Linked DNA regions of Mus musculus: region 2 is linked to region 1. Evidence: chromatin contacts called from public HiChIP or PLAC-seq data. All regions are on one chromosome and are shown on one strand. The core of a region is the stretch at or near the end of the contact, and the rest is flanking DNA. Distances in the headings are between cores, read along the strand shown.

Region 1 (6,984 bases), core at 1,683-4,182:
TAGAACAAGAACAACAGTCCAGTTGGCCACACTGTAACCGCAAACTGCTGTCAGCCAGTACAAGAAACTGGCTGAAATATACTTAAAACTAGAAGAGAAAATTAGAGTGTTATGCTTCAAACATAACAGGTCTATGTGTCTTCCTATCTCTGACTTCCTATCTGTCTCCCCCTCGGACCCCTGACCTGCTGGAGTTGGACTCCGGGAAGATATTTTGTCACAGCAATGAGCAGATAACTAATGCAGTCACTATCTGGCATTGCCTACAGCTCTCCCTACAGACCTAAGTTCAAATCCCCCATGCCCATATAAAAAGATAGGCGCAGTGGTATATGGTTGAGATCCCTGCACTGGGAGGGCAGAGATGAGAGTCTCTGAAGCTCATTGGTCAGCCAGGCTAGCTAATCATCTCCAGGTTCAGCGAGAGACTATATCAGAAATAAATAAAAAGTAAAGAATGATTGAGGAAGATGCCTAACATCAACCCTGGCCTACACACACACACACACACACACACACACACACACACACACACACACACACACACACACACACATCATATATAACTTAAAGGTAAAATCTCTACCAGAACTAGCCATCACTAACAGTTTAGCTGTGTTGTCCCACACAAACTTGTGACAATAGAGATGAGTTAGCATCACAGTCGATAGTGAGATGGCAGTACTTAGCAGTGCTCTCCTGCCTCAAACCACCATGAGCAGCCAGCCACAAGCTGGGCTTATCATTCTCTGTGGTTAAAGAGTACGGGCATCCATGAGACATTTCAGTAAGGGCTGGGCATTGGGAAGAGCTTATTATGGGGCCTAGGCTACTACAGGTGATTTGAAGAGAGGTTTAAGAATTCGGGGCATTGATTGGATTGGATACTGAAGAAGCCAAGTCATTCTGAGACCAGACATCTTAATATATCCTGTCTGAAAAGAGGGGAAACTAGTGTAAGGCCAAAGCTAGAGAAGAGTCAAACACCTATGTCCTTACATCAGCTGGGAGAGGTGGATTCATGCTCACTTCTTCTTTTTTTTTTTAATTAGGTATTTTCCTCATTTACATTTCCAACGCTATCCCAAAAGTCCCCCATACCCTCCCCACCCCTACCCACCCACTCCCACTTTTTGGCCCTGGTGTTCCCCTGTACTGGGGCATATAAAGTTTGCAAGTCCAATGGGCCTCTCTTTCCAGTGATGGCCGACTAGGCCATCTTTTGATACATATGCAGCTAGAGTCAAGAGCTCCAGGGTACTGGTTAGTTCATAATGTTGCTCCACCTATAGGGTTGCAGATCCCTTTAGCTCCTTGGGTATTTTCTCTAGCTCCTCCATTGGGGGCCCTGTGATCCATCCAATAGCTGACTGTGAGCATCCACTTATGTGTTTGCTAGGCCCCGGCAACAAAAGAAACAGCTATATCAGGGTCCTATCAGCACAATCTTGCTAGTGTATGCAATGGTGTCAGCGTTTGGAGGCTGATTATGGGATGGATCCCTGGATATGGCAGTCTCTAGATGCTCCATCCTTTTGTCTCAGCACCAAACTTTGTCTCTGTAACTCCTTCCATGGGTGTTTTCATGCTCACTTCTGTGGTCTGGGCACTATTCTTGTTTGTGCCTGTGCCTGTGTTTACATGTACCTAGAGCTCTTGCTTTCATTCTGACCTGTCCTCTGCACTGAGTGTCTTATCCAGTGCTGATGCTCTGAGCCATTCCCCGTTCAACAGAGCTTGCAGAACCCACATGCTTGGCTAGCGCCCAGCACTCCGGGGTGACTCTCCTCCCTCTACGTTGTCTCTTCCTCACTAACCAGTGTTGCAGACATGTTTTCACGCCAACACTGAGTCATATTCAACTAAAAATATTTTTCATTGACTCGTTGTGTTTTCCTGTTAGCCTTAGAATTAATGTTAGCATGATGAAAATCTTTAGAGACACATCTCCACGCGGGCTTCAGAATTGGAGAGACTTGAAAACAGTCCCACCTCCACTGGGAGATGACTGTGTGATGTTCAGCAGGCTCCTGCTCTGAACCTGTTTTTTGGCTACAAATATGACTATTTATTCTAGACTTTCTGGAGTTGAGATTAGTATGAAAAATGTTTACTATACCATACATAAAATTAGTACATGCATGGACATAATTTTTATTATTAGTTAAAGCAACTATTCCTATATAGGATGTCTATTCTTGGAAAAGAATATTGTTATCTCAGATAAATGAGTTTAATATCTTTGATCTGGAAGGAAGAGCAGGAGAGACTAGTCTGCAAATAACCAAACACGAATTATTAATAGAGAATTATTAATAGAGAATTATTAATAGAGAATTATTAATAGAGAAAATTAAGGTCTAAGCGGGAGTTCAGAACCCAAGCTAGAGGGAGGCTGTGGGAGTTATAAAGGGAAACACCCTGACACTACCTGTCACAGCAGAGCGTCTGTGTGGTGCTTTGAATGTGAACTCCATAGGCTCAGGTGGGAGAAAACTTAGACCCCAGTCACTGGTGCTATTTGGGGAGGTTTAAGACGCGAGGTCTTGTATGTCACTGGGGTCAGCGGTCAAGCTTAGATGGCCTCTCCCCGCGTGCAGTTTACTCTCCCAAGTTTGTGCTTGTGGTTGGGGGTGTGAGTTCCTAGCTTTCTGCTCCAGTCACTGCCTGCTGCCATGTCACCACGCCCGCCAGGCTTCCAGGCCACGGTGGAATTTTATCCCTCTGGAACCGAAAGCCAAAACCAAGGATTTTCCCGTAAGTTGCTTTTGGTTGTTTGATGTTTTACCACAGCAACAGAAAAGCAACTAAGTCAGTCAGCCTGCGAGACAGAGGATTCCCAGCAGCCATGACTCAGCGCTGTGGAACCGGGGCAGCTGGAGCCTTGTGAGTTTCTGCAGGAGTGAGTACACACTAGTTCTTGCCATGACTCAGCGAGCCAGGTCAGCGATGGTCACACAGACTCACTCAGTTAATATTGTTGACGTCTCTGTAGGGCACGTCTTAGGCACTGTGCATCTAGGATTATGCTAAACGGCTATGGTGCGGGACAATATGAAGTACAGACTTAGTAAGAAGGAAAATAACTCTAACAGAATAAACAAGCCAAAAAGAGGAAATGCACATTAATGATAAATGCTATGCTGAGAAGGATGTGTAGGTAGTGTTGTAGGTTAAATATGAAATGGCTCCCACAGGCTCGCACTTGTTTGCCACTTGGTGGTGCTGTTTGCAAAGGTTATAGAACGTTTAGGTTTGGAGCCTTGTTGGAGGAAGTTAATCACTGGGGACCAGGCCTCTGTCTCTCTGTTTCTCTCTCTGCCTGTCTCTGTCTGTCTGTCTCTGCCTGTCTCTGTTTCTCTGTCTCTCTCTGTGTGTATTTGTATCTGTCTGTCTGTCTGTCTGTCTGTCTGTCTGTCTGTCTGTCTGTCTCTCTTTCTCTCCCCTCTCTGTGAGGGTGAAACATGGTTGCTCTGCTTCCTGACTGCCAGGCCATCCTCATTTTCCTGCCGCCATACTTCCTCACCTTAATGGACTGTGTTCCCAGTAAGCTCCCCTCCCCTGCTAAGTTGCTTTTGGTCAGGGTCTTTTATCCCAGCAACAGACAAGCACGCATCTATACTGTGTGATCAGGGTGGTCCTCATTCTGGAAGTGATACTTAAAATAAAGCCTAAATAGCCAGAAGAAGCCAGGCTTTCCACCAATAATGAGCTTAATTGGCATATGGTAGGAAAAGCCTTATCGTGTCCACAATGAGTGCCCACCTTGAGTGAGAGGGAAGAAAAAAATAAAAATAAATAAAAAATAAAAAGTAATATATATGTAAAAAAAAAAAAAACTTAAGTAAGAACAACAGTTCTAAATTAGAAGGAAGGGTTGGAATTTCTCCTGGGTGTCATAAGAAGCCATTAGAAAACTTTAACTTGAAAGGAACATATTTAGCATTAATTTTTGAAAGATCACTGTCTACATCTAAATACCTTTAGTAAACTACAACTGGTGTTTTGTTTGTTTGTTCTGTTTTTGTCTTTTTTATCCAACTTCCTTATGTCCATTCTTCTGATAATGTAATCTTTCCCTCCCTGGACACGTATGTGACTTAGGCTTGGCCAATCACAGTATCCCATTTCCTTGGACACACTCATTGGTGCAATGGAGTCATGTGATATGAGCAGAGCTGTCCTTGTGATTCTTGGTTTACGCTGAAAAAGTAGTTTTGGCTTCTAAGATCTGTGGCTGAAAGGATGTGGAAGCAGCCATATTTCTTTTTCTCTTTAACATTCATTTATTTTGTGTATGTGTGCATGTATGTGCATGCACATGTGTGCCAAAGCACACATGTAGAGGTCAGAGGACAACTTGAGTCAGTTCTCCTGCCACGTGGGTTCTGGAGATCAAAGCCAGCAGCACGTGCCTTTGCTCATGAAGTCATCTCAGCAGCAGCCACCTTTTCTGCTTCTTTGAGTGGGGCCATTTACAGCAAGAAAGAAAGAAATCAGGCAAGACAAGCAAAGATGACAGACAGGCAGACAGACAGACTCCCTCTAACCCTGAATCCTAATTCCAGGGGCTGGGACCTTGACTCCTAAAGTCCTTTGTGCAGTCCTGAGGGTATCTTATTCCTGACTTCTCTACTAAGTGAGCCATGAATTTCTCCATTTACTGAACTGTTAGCCTTCTTAAAGGCATGCCAGTGTATACCTGTAATCCCAAGACTTTGGGGAACTGAGGCAGGAGAATCACAAATTCTGGGCTAGTCTGGGCTACATAGTAAGTTCAAGACCAGTCTGAACTATGTAGTAAGACCCTGTCTTGAAAAAAAAAATCCTTACTTCAGAATCTCCTTCTTAGCTGGAGTGTGTGTATGTGTGCATGTGTTTTCAATCTCTTTTTTCCTGGAGTAAAATCCACGTCCATCTTGGAAGTGGAATAGCACAAAGACTTAGTACATGTGTCCCTTCCATAGAGAAGCAAAGATGACATCAGTGGCTCCTGGTTTAGCAGAAGGAAACTCTGGCTATCAACATCACTCAACATGTATAAGACTAGAGGGCTGGAAAGATGACTCAGCAACTAAGGCACCTGCTACTCTTTCAGAAGGTCTGAGTTCAGTTTCCAAAACACACATCAAGCAACTCACAACTGCCTCTAACTTTAGCTTCGGGGATCCATTGCCCTCTTTTGGCCTCTTGAGGTAGCGGCACTCACGTATACATACGTTAACATACACATATACACATAATTTTTTAAAAAAATAAATCGCAGATTTGAGTAAAGCCTAAATATGGGTGGTTAAGACCCATCCTGAGATGATCGAAGATCAGATGTTGGTGAAGGCTTGTCCACCTTCCACTGCATGGGGTGCACAGTGAGTGCCTGCCATGGTGATCACGTGGTTCGGCTATGATAAAGCAACAGCTACAATAACCACGCCCGCTGCTCTGGGTAATGCTTTATTGTTCATACGTTTCCTCGTTTGATCCTTGCAGCAACCCTGAGGTAGGTATATCCCCACTTTACAGATGAATAACCAATGTCCCTAGGTTAGACTACGTGCCAAAGATCCTACTCAAAGCCACTGGTAACTCCAAACCCAAGGGGACTCTTGAGTAATTCACAGGCTGCTGTCAAGGAAAGTAGAACAGAAACTTCAACTGGAAAGGGCTGCATCCTCACCGGGGTTCGAGGTCCCTCACCAGGGATGGACGAGGCACATTCACAGGCCAAGAGCAGGACGGAGCAGATGCAGCGCACACAGGAATAACGAAGCAAGAAAGGAGGCGATGGTGTCTTCAAGCACGTGCAGAGCCTAGCTTCACTAGCTTCCGAGGAGGACTGGAGAGAGGTGGGATCTCCAGCAGCAGTGTGTCCAGGGACTGGCCTCAGGCAGCAGGCCAGGGAGGAACTGCCTCACAGCAACACCTCCTCCATTTATGTGGCCCAAGTGTGGTGACTATGGACCATGGTCCTTTAACCTCATTAAGGCCTTGAGAATCTGATGAAAGCCATCACACACACACACACACACACACACACACACACACACACACGCACGCACGCACACATGCCACACATGGACAGACATTTCTTTGCATACAATTTCAGGGAGTCCTGCTAGGGGACTCCTGCTTTAGGGCAAGGGTGAAAGTCACTGAGGCAAATCTTCTTGAACCTGCTTGTAATTTCCTACACACTTTTCTGGGTTCCTTTTGTCATCCCTCAATAGCTAGAATGTTGTGAAGTTCATTTTAAATGGAAGCCAAGGAAAGAGGGCTCAGCCTCCACTCCAGCCAGGGAAAAAGCAGCGGTGGCACGGCAGTGGTGGCAGCCAGAGGAGAAAGATGAGGAGAAGGACGGGGCCACGTGTCCTGCTGCCCTTCCCACCAGAAGGTCACTTTGGGAACTTTGCTCAAAGTTGAAGAAGCGCTGTGGGGTGATGGGGTCGTGTGGTTTCCCTCACTGGCTACCGAGGGTAAAGTTGTCCCCCGTTCCAACCTTCCTCTCCGACCCCCCAAAAGCACCTAGGCACCGGCCCTGTCATCCACACACACCTGGACAGGTCTTCGAGGCACACCAGTGTATAGACACACACTCTTCAAGGGACAAAGGGAAACTGAGTTGGGAGAGATCTCAAGGCAGTCCGGGGATCATGCGCTCCCCAGAGTCAGCAAACTGGAAAATCATCATACAGGCACCACACGGATGCAGGGCACACGCGCTCCAACCACCCCGCAGTGCTCCCTCTTTCCGGGGGCCCACCATAAGCAAATCAGAGCCTGTGTCCTTGCTCCACCCCACAAGCTGATGATGGGCCCAAGACAAGAGGCCATAGCAGAGGGCTACAGGGTTGATCTCTCATGAGAATCAGGAATCAGGCAAAGGTCTGGCCCTCAGCTCATCCAGGTCCAGAGGACAGACACTGACGTGTGATCACACAGACTCCAAGAGAATGGAGCAGCCATGATCGTCTCCCAGGTTCAGTG
Region 2 (6,700 bases), core at 3,224-5,723, 270 kb after region 1:
TATGCACAATGTGTGTGTGTGTGTGTGTGTGTGTGTGTGTGTGAGTGAGAGAGAGAGAGAGAGAGAGAGAGAGAGAGCGCATACTCATACATTTCTGTGTGTCAGTACAGGCACACACCTGCCACAGTACACTTATGGAGATCAGAGGAAAGCTTGTGCTGTTGGTCCTTGCTTTACACCTTGTTTGAGACGGGGTCTTTTGAGGATTCTGCCTCTCAACTCATAGGGCTGGGACTGCAGCTCCATGTCCTCACACATGTGTGGCAGGCACGTCACCCACTGAATACTCTCTATAGCCTCCATCCTAATATTGATATTCATACCTAAAAACTTGCCAGCTTATTTATTCATGTGATAATTATATTTGTGCGTGATATTCTATAAATATTTACTATATATGTGTGTGTGTGTGCGTGTGTGTTTGTGTGTGTATGTATGTGTGTGTGTGTGTATGTGTGTGTGCGTGTGTGCGTGTGTGCGTGTGTGTGTGTGTGTGTGTGTGTGTACATGGTGGGAGTATGTGTGTCTGAGGAAGCCAGAAGAGTCAGCTCTCCTGGAGCTGGAATTACAGGTGGTTGTGAGCCTTCCAGGGTTTTGGAACCAACTCAGGTCCTCATTGATAGCTGCAAACATTCTTAGCCACAGAGCCACCTGTCTGGCCCCTCATTTGCTAACTTTTACCTTCATTTATTGCAGCTTTGGAGTTTCTGCTGTGAGCAGGTCATCACTGATGTGTGGATACACATATAGGCACCTATACCCGGCTGGGCACAGTTTGTGTCAGGCATTGTTACAGATCCTTTTAGGGGTCAGGCGTTGATGTTATGAGTTGGTCTCTGTGTACTGCAAGGTGTAGTAAGGCTTGCTCTCTAGCTGCTGGCTGCTTTTCCTTATTCTTTGTAACATTCATGAGAGATAGAGAACGCACGCCTTTTTTGTGTGGATTGTGTTACTGTGGTTCAATAAGGTAAGCATCTTGCCCAGAGTCATGCAGGCGAGGAAATGCGAGAACAGAGCTGTGGCGTCCAGGGCTGAATGTGGGGCCCATGCATGCCAGCCTGCTGCCTTTCCTGGCATCACATCTGTCACGGCCTCCTCGGATCCCTTTGGCTCTGGCTCTGGCTCTGGCTCTGTCCCCCTCTCTGTCTCTGCTTCCACCTCCCTTCTCACCCTGCAGCATACGCTTTGCTGTAATCCTGCCTTTCCTTGCAGGTTGCTCCTGTGTCCACTCTACCCTGCATGTTTGATCTTCCTAAAGCAGTCTCACTATGCCATCCCACAGCTCAGGAGCAAGGCCTACTGACTGTTATCACTGGATTCAGTCCGTCTGTCCCTGCCCGATGCTAAACTCCCTGCCCACCCTTCTCACTTCCTCTTGCACCTCAGTGTTTGTTTATTAAGGACCTGACTCCCTGCACTGAAAGGTTGTGGGCTTTCCTGCAGAAGGCTTTAGGATTTGACAGAAGAACCCAAGCAGATACCTTAGATCCCTGTCTGTCAGGTGTTCATAACTTACAGGGCTTCTGTGTAGCCCCAAACCAAACAGAAAGCTCTGTAAGTCGAAGCCCAGTTCACCTTTCTCCTGTGCCCTATTTACTCTCTATACAGCTTGTGTATCTCTAGTATCCTGCCAGGTAGCTCTTCTTTGGAACTTTGTAGTTTTCATACTCCTAAATGTGCTTTCTCTTCCTCAAGTCTTACAGTATTGAGTAGATGTGTCAGACATTCCCATTCGGTAGAATAAACAGCTCTCAAGGAGGAGTGTATATTCATGTGCAATGTGCTCAGAGCACAGGGAGGCTGCTCTTACATCTGTGTTATCACTGTTGCCCTGCTGGACCTAGAACTCAAAATCCTCCTCCCGATTTCTGAATGCTGGGATTGCAGGTGTTTTGAAAGTAGTTCAGTTTAGAGCCTGGCCCTGGAAGCCTGGAGATAGGTGTGGGACAGTGAGGGACTGTGGGACGTATCAGGAGTTCTGGAGCAGCTGTGTACTCACCTGGGTAACCCGAGGGAAAGTGGGTCTCTGGGCCCCAGCCTCCTTGTCTGGGCCATCCCTGGCCTGCCTCTGGGTTATTGTGATATAACCCAGTGTGGTGGTGATGGTGTTCATAGCTAGTTTTTATTTACAGTACAGATGCTGTTCTAAATGCTCTTATTTAAGCAGGTGTGTGTGTGTGTTCATTTATTGGCAAATTTAAAGATTTGTTTTCCCTTTTTGTTTGTCTGTTTGTTTTGAGTCAGGATCTCTCTCTCTCTCTCTCTCTCTCTCTCCCTCTCTCTCTCTCTCTCTCTCTCTGTTTATTTATTATATGTAAGTACACAGTAGCTGTCTTCAGATGCTCCAGAAGAGATCATCAGACCCCATTACAATGGCTGTGACCCACCATGTGGTTGCTGGGGTTTGAACTCAGGACCTTTGGAAGAGCGGTCGGTGCTCTTTGTTTTGCATTGTGTATGGCTGTGTCTCTATGTGAACATATACACAGTGTGCATACATAGGGAGGTCGGAGGAGTCAGATCCCCAGAGCCACCTGATGTGGGTGCTGGGAACCAAACTCAGGTCCTCAGACATAGGAGCTGGACATGTACTTAACAGCTTAGCCATCTCTCTAGTCCTTATTTTTATTTTTAAAAAGGATTTATTTTAAAGTAAGTGTGTGTGTGTGTGTGTGTGTGTGTGTACACACATAAATAGAGGTTCCTGCAGCAGTCAGAGGCATCTCATCTTGAGCTGGAGTTACAAGTAGTTGTGAGTGGCACAGCATGGCTGCAGGTAACCATGGTAACAGAGTAAACTCAGGTCCTTTGCAAGAAGAGCAAGACCTTTTAGCCACTGAGCCATCTCTCCAACCCCTGTCCTAAATATTTTATTTTTTAAGTTTTATTTTATGGTGTATGGGTGTTTTGCCTGCATGTATGTCTGTGTAGCATGTGTGTACCATGCCCTTGGAGTTTAGAAAAGGGTAATAGATCCCCTAGGACTGGAATTAAAGGCACTTGTGAACCTCTATGTAGGTGCTGGGATGAACCTATGGTTTTTTTTTTTTTTTTTTAAATGGTTTTTTCGAGACAGGGTTTCTCTGTATAGCTCTGGCTGTCCTGGAACTCACTTTGTAGACCAGGCTGGCCTCGAACTCAGAAATCCGCCTGCCTCTGCTTCCCAAGTGCTGGGATTAAAGGTGTGTGCCACCATGCCTGGCAAATCTATGTTTTCTGCAAAAGCAACCAGTGTTCTTAATTGCTGAGCCATCTCTCTAGCCCCCGTTTCTGTTCTACCCACTGAGCAATCTGCCGAGCCCTAACGTGATGTTTTGAAATGTGTTCTGTAGGCACTCTGAGTGGGTTTAGTACGATTGTCTGGGCTGGGGTGGATATGAAGGCAGAGCAACCTGGACACTGCGGGGGAAGCAGAGGTGGGGTCCTGATGGTTCTGGGCAGAAGTAAGGCACAGAGACTGTTTTGGTTGAGAGGTTAATCTAGCATATAAAGGGACTGGCTTCATTATGGTGTTCTTCCAGGTGGGCATCACCTAACAGAACTGCTTTGTGGCATTATCCTGTGTTAGGCAAGTGTGCAGAGTGGCAGAAATTGCAGTCTTGTCAGTGAAGGAAGACAAGTGTATTCAGGGACTAGGTCCACATTACAGCCAGGGGATCCAGTGGTTAGACCCCAGGCCCTTTGCTTAAGGGGTAAGACCTTAGGCATTGACCTGTGAATAATAAATGAGGTAGCATGTGGAAACCTTTGACTAGAATAAGTAGTTTCATTAAATTAACACCATCTGTTTTAAAATTATGAAGGTAATATAACATAACTAAGGAAGCTTGTGAAGTACACAACTATAAAAAATAAGTTGGCTTGTTGAGTCTGATGTTAGAAGACAAGGCCAAGGGTAAAAGAGATGAGGACCTGGGTAAAGTGGACTTGGGCCAAGGGGACAGTGAGGTGCTTAGCTTTTGAAAACTACCTTTAATAATCCCATTGAATGTGATATCTTGGGGATCAGAGCCTGCCTGACACAGGCAGAGGAGGGAGTGACTGTGGGGACCTCTGCTGTTGCAGGGGTGGGGAGCTGGGTACTCATGGCTTTCTCTGGGTGAGCAGGCTTCTAGCTCTGCCCCTCCTGTTTATCTGGCCCAGTGTAAGACAGAGATCGAGACCCTCGTCGTGTGGAGTCCAGACATCTTTCTGGTAGGGTGACACAGAAAAGCAGCAGAAGGGACTAGAAGGCCTGTGAAAGCAGTTTGATGAAGTGCTGATCATTTTGAAGTGGCACTTGATGCTTGGGGACCTGCTGAAGCCTCACTCACTGGGACTGGGGGCAGTGATAGTGAGGGGTACAGGTGGGGAAGAAGTGTCACCTCCAGAACCCTGCCTGCACTCTGGTGCTGAGGATTTCTTGCCTACCCATCCCTGGGTTCGTGTGAAGGAGGGGAGCACTAGGACCCAGAGGCCAGCATGCTTCCTGACAGTCTAGAGCAGCACTAGCGCAGAGTGAGACTCATCAGCTGGCAAGCGGGGCTCAGTGTCTCTGGGTTCAGGAATCCTTGGGCAGTAGAAGGGACTTACTCCTCAGCCCCATCACTGCTCCTGCCCCTCCAGAGGGAGGACCATGGACGGAGGGAGGTCCGTGGCTAACGGCTTCTGAGCCGTCCGTCCATGCAGGCCCATCACCCTGACCCCTCCTGCCTAGGTTTCTGCCTTTTCTCTGTCTTTGGCTAGCTGGGGGAGGGGGTAGAGTCCGGGTGAGCAACATGGCCCAGAGCAGGAGGCACATGTCCAGTCGGGTAAGTGGCCCCAGTCAATATGGGATGGCCCTGGGAGGGCTGCTGGACCAGGCCGGGTGCCTGTGGACATCACTTGTGTGGGGGCTGGGGAGGCAGGCTGGCTCTCAGCTGAGGTACTCACACACTGGGCTTCTGAGGAGCCTTCAGAGCGCTGACAGGGGCAGGCTGGACAAGGTACCCCACCCACCCACCCAGTTGGGTCCTAACTGGGGCCCAACTAGACTTGACCTCTGACTCCAGCTGGCTCTGAGGCCAGGGATTTCTGAGGGGTCCAGTCTGTCTTTGACTGGCCTGGGGGTCAGAAGGCCTAGCTGTGAGGCTCTTTTCAGATGCCCTGCTATCTGCCTCTGCTCTCTCCTCTGTGAGGTTAGATTTGCATCCACTGTTAGAGCCACCTGACTCCGAGAGGCGTGTTGGGAGGTGTGGGAGGGTCTTTTCTGAGTTTGTGTCCAGCCTTGATATCATTGGCAGTTTCCTTTATTGTCAGGCCCATGAGCTCTTCATTGTCCCTGGTATAGTTTGAGGTCCCCACATCCCTAGGAGCTCTGTCCTTACCTTACTGGTGGGGCTTTGTGAAGAGAGGGGCTAGGGAATGACAGCTGGGAAGGGTTTGACTTCCCAGGCTCTGGCAGGGCTCCTTTCTGAAGCTAACTGTGGTGTGTGTGTGTGTGTTTGGGGGGTATCAGGAAAGACCCCTCCCCCGAGCCTTTAGGTCCACGGGGGTCACATTTTCTTGCCTTATTTATTTGCTACAATCTCTCTGGTTCATGGAACAGCTATTGCTAAAAATGGCTTAGGTGTGATTTTCTTCCAAATCGTGGTCTGATCTGGGACCTAATTTCATGTGTTCTGTCATCACGGGTATGTAAGAATCTGGGTATGACCCAAGGACAGCGTTTTGTTTGTACCTTTGCCAACCCAGATGAACTACTGGGCAGGGTTTGAGGACAGTAAAGGGCTAACTTGAGGTATTTTGTTTATTTGTTTGTGCTCTTCATTTTATGACACCGTGGCCTGCAGGGTTTGGGGGAGAGCAGACAATAGGACATGGGCCCTGAGGAGGGTGCTGGTGAATGTGCTGTAGTCAACAGTCTAGCAGTGCCAGGTAGATATGGAGATGGACTGACAGCAATCATATCAGCAAGGCATGGTGGTGGCTGTGGCCCTGGAAAGAGGTGCAGTTCTGTCTTTCTGAGAAGTCTAGGTGGACGTGCTGATGCGTGCCAGTGAGCCCAGCATTCAGGGGGCTGGGGTAGGAGGGCTGCAAGTTTCAGACCAGCCTAGGGTGGTACTGAGATTCTGTTTCAAAGAACAGTGACAAAAATTTTAAAAGGCTCGTGTGCACGCACACACACACACACACTCAGGAAGAGGAGGAAGAGGAGGAGGAAGAAGAGGAAGGAGAGGAAGGAGGAAGAGAAGAAGAGGAGGAGGAGGAGGAGGAGGAGTGGAGGAGGGTGGAGGAGCTGGAGAAAGGCATTTGGTTTGAGTCCCAGGGAGACCGAGGACAGTGGAGAGAGCCACCACTGAGCTGCTAACTTTCTCAGCTCTGGTTCCTGGGACAGGGTTGTGGGGAGCCTGGTCTGAATTGAGTTGTTTGCTTGTTCTTACATCCTTTCCTTGGGGACAGTACACCCTAGAAGCAGCTATATGGTGATATTCAAAGATCTATCAGTAAATCCTAATTTGTTATACAATTTAAATATAAATTCTTTTTTAAAAATTTCAGTAGATTCTAGAGAATTTTAGAGTCTTTTTTTTCTTTTAAAGATTGTTATTGCTGAGCTGTGGTGGCACACACCTTTAATACCAGCACTTGGGAGGCAGAGACAGGCAGATCTCCAAATTTGAGGTCAGCCTAGTCTACAGAGTGAATTTCAAGACAGCCAGGGCTACACAGTGAAACCCTG

What was found. HiChIP or PLAC-seq counts read pairs in DNA pulled down with a chosen protein or histone mark.
Region 2: a contact with region 1 is called in an H3K4me3 HiChIP or PLAC-seq map of bone marrow-derived macrophages, with 2.5 times the contacts expected there. The contact joins the promoter of Dctn1 here to the enhancer-like site in region 1. A contact is called at or near these places in 1 of 39 promoter capture datasets (cranial neural crest), 36 of 484 Hi-C or Micro-C datasets (B cells, the Ba/F3 cell line, the C2C12 cell line and 19 more), 13 of 115 datasets of contacts at active chromatin or transcription factors (the 230-238 cell line, CD8 T cells, the NIH/3T3 cell line and 8 more) and 3 of 9 other capture datasets (adipose tissue, embryonic stem cells and liver).

What each region holds. Positions count from the first base shown.
Region 1 is chr6:82,906,444-82,913,427 of GRCm38.p6, forward strand. Sema4f (sema domain, immunoglobulin domain (Ig), TM domain, and short cytoplasmic domain) reads right to left here. Exons shown (of 14, transcript NM_011350.4): 14 at 5,442-6,984. Among named protein-coding and RNA genes, the nearest start is that of 2310069B03Rik, 28 kb to the left of the region's middle. Within about 2 kb of position 2,933, at least 137 of the 459 cell types and tissues checked have an H3K27ac peak or open chromatin away from gene starts, as enhancers often do. A contact at or near this core is called in the Ba/F3 cell line, the C2C12 cell line, CD8 T cells and 10 more, where this site is marked.
Region 2 is chr6:83,175,116-83,181,815 of GRCm38.p6, forward strand. It overlaps Dctn1 (dynactin 1), which reads left to right and starts at 4,474. Exons shown (of 32, transcript NM_007835.2): 1 at 4,474-4,790. The coding sequence starts at 4,758.